Regions from separate parts of the Gossypium hirsutum genome. Here region 1 is linked to region 2. The links are chromatin contacts, called in public Hi-C maps. All regions are on one chromosome and are shown on one strand. Each heading gives the region's core, a stretch centred on a gene start, on an enhancer-like site or on the middle of the called end of the contact. The rest is flanking DNA. Distances are from core to core; before and after follow the strand shown.

Evidence for each region. A called contact is a pair of places that touch in the nucleus more often than the background predicts.
Region 1: a Hi-C map of leaf shows a contact between it and region 2, with 4 times the contacts expected there. The contact joins the promoter of LOC107930146 here to the promoter of LOC107948867 in region 2. A contact is called at or near these places in 3 of 34 Hi-C or Micro-C datasets (all in leaf).

The regions. Positions count from the first base shown.
Region 1 is chrA04:76,101,411-76,105,588 of Gossypium_hirsutum_v2.1, reverse strand. LOC107930146 (transcription factor DIVARICATA) reads right to left here and starts at 1,585. Exons shown (of 2, transcript XM_016861719.2): 1 at 307-1,585; 2 at 1-49. The coding sequence starts at 731.
Region 2 is chrA04:75,533,505-75,537,378 of Gossypium_hirsutum_v2.1, reverse strand. It overlaps LOC107948867 (steroid 5-alpha-reductase DET2), which reads left to right and starts at 2,423. Exons shown (of 1, transcript NM_001327551.2): 1 at 2,423-3,410. The coding sequence starts at 2,533. The coding sequence ends at 3,309.

The sequences.
Region 1 (4,178 bases), core at 336-2,835, 570 kb before region 2:
ATTTCTCCAATCCCCTTTACCGTACTTTTTAAGACCCATTAAGAATTGTCTGTCATTAATCATCAAGTCAAACATCATAAGCCGCTAGGAAAAATGCTGAAAACCATTGAACGGTACAGAATTTGCACAACCAAGAAAAGCGACATGCACCAACAAAACATACACAGTGTTTACCAACCAACCACATTGTCAACATTCATAACAATTGCAAGATTCAAACAGGAAACTCCATTGATACCTGATATCCTAAGGACTGATCATAATTGTCAAATATATAAAGAACCAAAAAAAAGGGCTAGCAGTTACCTGTGTTCTTCTTCAGTCCATGGCACTCCTTTCTTCCTTTCTTGATCAGAAGAACGAGACCCAGTCCCTCTTTTACCAGGAGTGTAATAGTGTCTAAATCCATCAAAGCCTTGACTATCATTACCCCACTCCAATGTAAAAGATTCACTGCTATATCCAGGGATTGGAATCAGGCCAGCCTCTATATCACTCACATCTTCTTCCAATTCTCTGTATTGCTTGATGACATCCCCAACTGTTTTTCCAGGAATCATAGATGCCACCTTAATCCATCGATCAGGGGTATCTTTATCATATAAAGCCAAAGCATTTTCAAAGCACTTGTTCTCTTCAGGCGTCCATTTAGTACCTTTACTCTCTTGAAAAAACCAATTGGAAGTATGTAAATAAGAGGCTGGAGAGAGAATTTCAAGTCCCCTATTCATTTGTTACTGGTTATGTAAACTGCCAAAGATGATTTGCCCGTACGCAAAAAAAGAAAGAAGAAAACTATGCTTTTCTCCCTCTTTGAATGAAATTGTTCAAAGAGAGAGAAAAACCAAATTAGAAAAATGCAGAGAAGTAAGGCTGTTTTAAATTAGCAACGAAATATCAAATCATAAAAACATTAAAATGGATTCGGTACCCTTTTTCACACAAGATTAAGTTGAGGAATCTCAAAAAATTGAACTTTCCAAAACCCAAGGAAAATTCGAGAGCTGGTAGAAAAAAAAAAAGAAAAAAGCAGATCTTTGCAAATATAAATGAAAAACCCCGACATACATAGTAGATCCAAAATTACATACTACAATTACAACTAGAAAATTGATATAGAGATTAAAATTTAAAAACCCAGATCATAGATTTAAACACAAACTGGAAAAAAAAAAGAACGCAGTAAATCGATGAAGAAAGCAAAAACAATAAAACAAAACAAAGAAGGTTCTAGAGAATTGGAGAGCTAAAAGTGGGGGGAAATCTTTAGCAGTTTATATTTTGTTAGGAAGATAAAGCAAAAGCAAGGAGAAGAAAGAGAGAGTGCATGATAGAAATGAATTATAAGCACACTCTTTTGAGTTATATTTTGTACTGCTTACAAAACTATGAAACAGAGAATGATGAGACTGAAAGTGAAGGCAGAGAGAAAGAGAGGGGTCAAAGCTGCTAACTTGTGATTGGTGTTGAAGAATTGTGGGCGCTACTGTGGCCAAAGCAACGCTCTTTTTCTCTAAAATATTATGAGGGAAGGGTGATGGCCAATCAGAAGAGAGACATCGACGGACATTTGGCTTGTTGGTGAATGAAATTGGATGTTTGGTTTTCTGGTCTTTTTATTTGGAGATGACCAATTTTGGCACGTGAGATGTTTGTCCTTCGTGTCATCCAAAGTTTTAATGGGAGGTGAAATGTGCTTTTTCATTACAAAATTAGTAGAGAAATTTGATTTTGAAGTTAAAAGTATTAAATATATTTTTTGAGAAATTATTAATTAATAGTGGAATTTTTAGATTTCGGTGAGATATTGATAAGTATTCTATAAGAGTATAATAAAATATTAAAACAAAGATATATGTCAATATTTTAAGACTATTTGTGGAATAAAATAAAATACTTGCTTTTTTTTTTACTAAACATAAAAGTTGAGATTTAGTTACTTTTAATTTTTGTATTTGGAAGTAAAATTATCAAATAACTTTATTCATATTAACTAGTTAAAATATATATAAGAATTAGATTAATGTATATTTAGTTAAAAGGATTTTTTATTCTCCCAATTTTGAAATTGAGCAAATTGATCGCTCTAAAAAATATTAAAGCAATTTAATCCTCGTCAGTTTCGAAAGTGAGCAATGTAATAACAATTAATAACGACGTTAATGTGTTGATTGAATTTTAGCTCAATTAACATAGACATTGATGTTAGTGTAGGAAGATGTGGGTTTGAGTGTGCTGAAGCGTATTATCCTCCTATTTAAGGGTTGGGGAGGGGCTATGAGTTGTTCTAGACATTATATTAAAAAAAGCAGATATCATCAAAATCTATAATGAGATTGTTCAAAAAAAATGACATTTATGTCATCTATCAATAGTAATACTTTGATTGATATAGCAACAAAATTAGCCTTCGATGTTTACATATTTTGTCATTTTAGTCTTAATTCTAAAAAATTCAACAAATTTAGCCTTAATTTACACAAATGTAATGAGATAAATTTGTTAAAATTAACATTAAATTGACAAAATATGTAAACTTTAAGGGCTAAATTTCTTATTGCCAAATCCAAATCAATTTTTTTATGTTTTTTTTTATGTTTGGTACGATAAAACAAGTGCATTAATGTAAAAATAATGTACAAGTCAACTTTTAAAAAACAAGTTTTATAGTAAAATGTCTTATCATTTTGTTTTCTGTAAAACATTGTACATCATAACCTTCTCTACTTTCTCACCTACTCTAGAGAATATATCTTGCCCTTCTCTCTTTCTGTAACACCCTTAACTCGTTTCTGTCGTCGGATTAGGGTTATAGAGTATTACTAAACAATCAGAAACATTTGAACCTTATATAATTCAATTGTAATCACATAATAAATTATTCATACACATGCATATAGTCCCTGAATTGAGCCCTTAAAAATAGTTTAGAAACAAATTGGGATCAATTTGAATCAGTTTGGAAAGTTTAGGAAAAAAGATAAAAAATCTACAAAACAAGGGTCACACGGCCATGTGGCCAGGCCGTGTGTCTCACAAGGCTGAGAAACATGCCCATGTCTTGGGCTGTGTAACAATTGAACTAGGGACACATGGCTGTGCCCCAACCCGTGTTCCTACCCGTGAAACTCTCTAAGTAGGGTCACATGGCCGTGTCACACGCCCGTGTGCCAGGCCGTGTGTTAGGCTTTGTAACTCACTGACTTGCACCCTAAATAATTCATCAAATGACACATGGTTGTGTCGCCAGGCTGTGTGTCTGACATAGCTGAGTCACACGCCCGTGTCTCAGGCCGTGTAGACCCAACATGAACCTTAAACAACAAGTTTACCAATTCAAGCTTACTTGAACTCTAAGTAATCCATTTACCAGCCAAAATACCTATTCAAAGTGACATTAAACAAGCTAAAAGCATGCTAAATCAACCATCTTAAGTGCCTAACCAATGCATCCTCATTGATACCACAAGTATATACAATTTTACAACAAAAAGAATTATCATTCAAGGCATTTTAAATAATACCATCTCACATTTAACCAATATTCCAAACATAGGCATCTCAATCATAATATTCCAAACACACTTACCATGATCTTGCACTTAAACATTAGACCTCATTCACATAAATCACATAAGTTGACTATTTGCACTTAAGATCATATTTTAACATTTTACATATCAAAACAATAGTAATGATATACAAGGCTATTACATGCCATATAATCCAAAATGAACATTCCAAAAACTACCAAAAATGGGGGGATAGTGTGACTTGAGTGCCAATCTGACCTTCCAATCTTCAAAATATCTACAAGAACAGAAAATAACACAAGTAAGCTCATTGAAGCTTAGTAACTTCGACTGACTAAAATGATAAATCTTACCGAAATAAGTACAACAAGTCAAATAATACTACAACTATATGTGTTCCCTGCCATCCACAATCTCAACTGGTGAGTTGTAAAATTCAATTCAAAACTCAAATACATGACAAAACCATCAAATTCACTAAACAAATTACCTTTCCAAGATTTACAATCTGATGAACGACTTACGGATACGAGTACATCTATATTCCAACCGAAACTTACCAGATGCTTATAAGAGCTAGTCCAATCGATACACACCAGATGCTCATATGAGCCAGTCCACCTGACAACGCACCAATGGCTCCGA
Region 2 (3,874 bases), core at 1,174-3,673:
TCGAATTTTGTAAACCAAAAATTATTATTTTAATAAATCTAACATTTTATTAAAATGACCAAATTTAAGATGATTCAATCACACTTAATAAAAATAATCCGTGGGGACTTTATTTTCGTTTTTTAAAATAAAAAGTAGATGTCCAAAAAGGTTTACACAACCAACATATACAAGCAATACAAACTTAATTGCATCATAGAAAACTTTTTGGGGTTATCCATCTCAAGATTACAACTTTCTCAAGTAGGCATCGAAACCAAAGTTATCCACTTCAAGCTACAGTCAAAACTTGGAAAATAGAATAAATGGTTGTTGAAGTTTATCAAAACTTTCGATATCATTCTATATTTATAGTTAAAACCATATTTTCAAATTTAAAATTTAGGAATTGTATTCTTCTTTTTATTAATGAAAAAAAAATACCAATTTTAAAGGTACATTTTTTTAAAAATAATTTTTTTATATTTTCATATTTTAAAAGTAATTGTATTTTAATATTTTAAAATTTTATAATAGCTTTTAATTTTGATATTTTAAATATAATATTAAATTGGAGAAACTATATATATAATTAAAAAAAAACTTTGGTTTCTCCAAAGACTAGAGAGAAAATCGAGCTGATGATTTTCTTTCCATGAATGTCGGCCGGCCAACATCGCTTTTAAAGTTGCTTACTTCAGGCAACTATTTTGCCCTTCAACTATTTATTTATTTATTTGGAATTTAATTTTTATTTTCAAAAATTAAATTTATATCTTTTTTAAATTTTAATATTTAAATGCAGTTGTTAACATAATTAAATTATTTTATTAAATTTATTATTATGATATTTTGAAATTAAACAAAGACTTACTTAATAATCATATAATAAAAAAATATCATTCTAATAATTATACTTATATTTTTATATCTAATAAATAAATAAAATTCCTTGAAATAATAAGAAGATAACTAAGCCAAGGATTAGATTAACATAGCGTCATGAAATTTGTTATTTTTCTTCATCATCCATATTTTGGATTTTTCAATAGTTTAAAATATTAATATTTTTTTATATTAAATTTAATAATTCCAATTATGTGGGTTTGAATCACAAAATTCATTATCTAAACTTAATTCAATACCCTTCCGCCGGCCTCCTTAAAATTCATAATTTATATTTTTTTTCCTCTTTTATCTTTATTATTTGGTTTTGATTAATTTTCTTCATTTGCAATACTAAATTTAAAATTTTTATTCAAGAATATCAAATATTATTATCAATTGGTATTGGTATTATTGTCAATACAGAAGTACATAAATTCAAGTGCGCTGAAACACGTTGTCCTCTTTTTTAAAGGTTGGAAGAGACTACAAGTAATATTACACTCATATGAAAGGAAGTAAATAAATATTTAATTTATTAATCCACTTTTATATTGCAATAATATTAATCAAGGTTAAGACTTGGAATCAAAAATATTTTAGCACCAAAATTTAAAAAAAAATTATTTTTGCATTTTAGATATAAAATTATGAAAGCACTCTATTTATTCTTCCCAAATACTTTCTATTTGGCTTTAATGGAAGTAATTACAACATTTTTCTATTTCATTTAATTTCGTAGCAACCACTTTTTTCTTTTTTCTTTTTTTTTTTAAAGTTTTAACTTACCACTCATATGTGAGCTTACAAATATTATGGTTTATATGTTTAAATTAAATTTTATAAATAATTTATATTAATTGCTTAAAATACATTTAAATTCTATATTTCATCTATTAATATATTAAATTATTTAAATATAATATAAGTTAAATTATTTTTTATCTAATGTTTAAAATAAATATTTTAATTTTTTACAATAATTTTTTAGAGCAATGTAAAACCCCAAAATTATCAAGCTACATTATTAACTAGTGGTTAGAAGAAATTATAGTGCACTTTCCGAGGCATGGGATTCGAATTTGCTTGAATCTTATAATTGTTATTGTTAAGAGGTTTATTTGAGATTATACTAAAATAAATTTTACAAATTACATTTTTCAAAAATATTTTTTCTTGAAAAAGCATTAGAAATTAAAATCATATTTTACCCTTTTATTAAAAAATAAGTAAATTACTCTACTTTATATTAAATTAAAAAAAAATTAATTATTTTAGTTAAAATTTTATTCTTTTGCACTGTTAAAACTGAAGTGAATGACAAAATAACTAATTACTATATAAATATATAAAAATTAATTTTTAATAATAAAATTAGATAAATAAAATTTTTAACAATAACAAAAATATTAATTTACTCTTTAATCTTAAATATTAGAGAAATTAATTTGCTTAAATTTTTAAATAAAAAAGAATGATAATATTATTACCGAAAAACAGTATTAAATTGAAAAGCTAACCTTAAGTGATAGTAATTGCTGCAGGTAGAGGGACAATAGGTAAGACAGCCGAAGTACCGCAAAGTTGTACTCACACTTATTAAGTAGCATTCCCTGGGATTCAGATCCTTCTTTCTCATCTTCAACATAGAAAAGAGAAGACAAGAAAATGGCCTCCGATCAGACCCTTTTTCACTACTGCCTCCTCACTCTTTACATAATTGCTTTACCAACATGGATCAGCCTTTACTTCCTCCAAGCCCCTTATGGCAAGCACAACCGCCCTGGTTGGGGTCCTACCATCTCTCCACCTTTGGCTTGGTTCCTCATGGAAAGTCCCACCCTCTGGCTCACTTTCTTCCTCTTTCCCTCCGGCCAACATTTCTACAACCCTAAATCATTCCTTCTCATCTCGCCCTTTCTCTTTCACTACTTCAACCGCACTGTCCTTTACCCTCTTCGGCTCGCCAGGAACACCACCCAAACCAGGGGTTTTCCAGTGAGTGTAGCTTTTATGGCGTTCGGGTTTAATCTTTTGAACGGTTATTTGCAAGCCAGGTGGGTGTCGCACTATAAGGACGACTATGAAAATGAGGAGCTGTTTTGGTGGAGGTTTCTTGCTGGATTGCTAATTTTTGTAGTTGGTATGTGGGTGAATGTTAGGGCTGATAAAGTGTTGGTGGGACTGAAGAAACAAGGTGATGGTGGATATAAGATCCCAAGAGGAGGGCTGTTTGAGTTGGTGAGTTGCCCCAACTATTTTGGGGAGATTATGGAGTGGTTTGGGTGGGCGGTGATGACATGGTCTTGGGTGGGTTTTGGCTTCTTTCTCTACACTTGTGCCAACTTGATGCCTAGAGCTCGTGCCACCCGCCTTTGGTATTTGGAGAAGTTCAAGGACGATTATCCCAAAGACAGAAAAGCTGTGATCCCATTCATATATTGAAGATTTGATATTTGTGTTTAACCCACATATGATTGATTCGGTGATCAAGTTGTATCTTTTTAATGGTTTGATTAATAAAAAATCAGATTTCTTTTCTGTTATATCTTGTTCTTTGTTCAAACCATAAACAAAAAAATTAAGCATTGGGCTGCAATTAAGTGCAAATTTTACAGGTAAAAGAATATTGCCCATTATCATCAAATGACATGCTATCGGCGAAATAATTTGTCCTTGCTGGACGTGGAATGCAAATTCAGATTTTGTGGCAGTGTGTAGAGATCATGACAACGATATTGTTAACCATTTACTTAGGCACAGTTTAAGACGGATGGCAAATTCGGTATCATGAGCATAGGATGCCATGGATCGGTAATCCAGGTAAAGTAGGTGCAAAAGCTGTCATTAGGAATCACATAAGCAAATGGGTCATGAGCATGGTTGCCAAACTATAGGAATTTAGAGCATGGACACAAGGAAACTTGAAGTGGAATTTGGTGAATGACTGCAGGATGCTCCTTAAAAGGTTTCGAGAGGGTCATTGAACATGTGTTTTGTTTAGGGAATA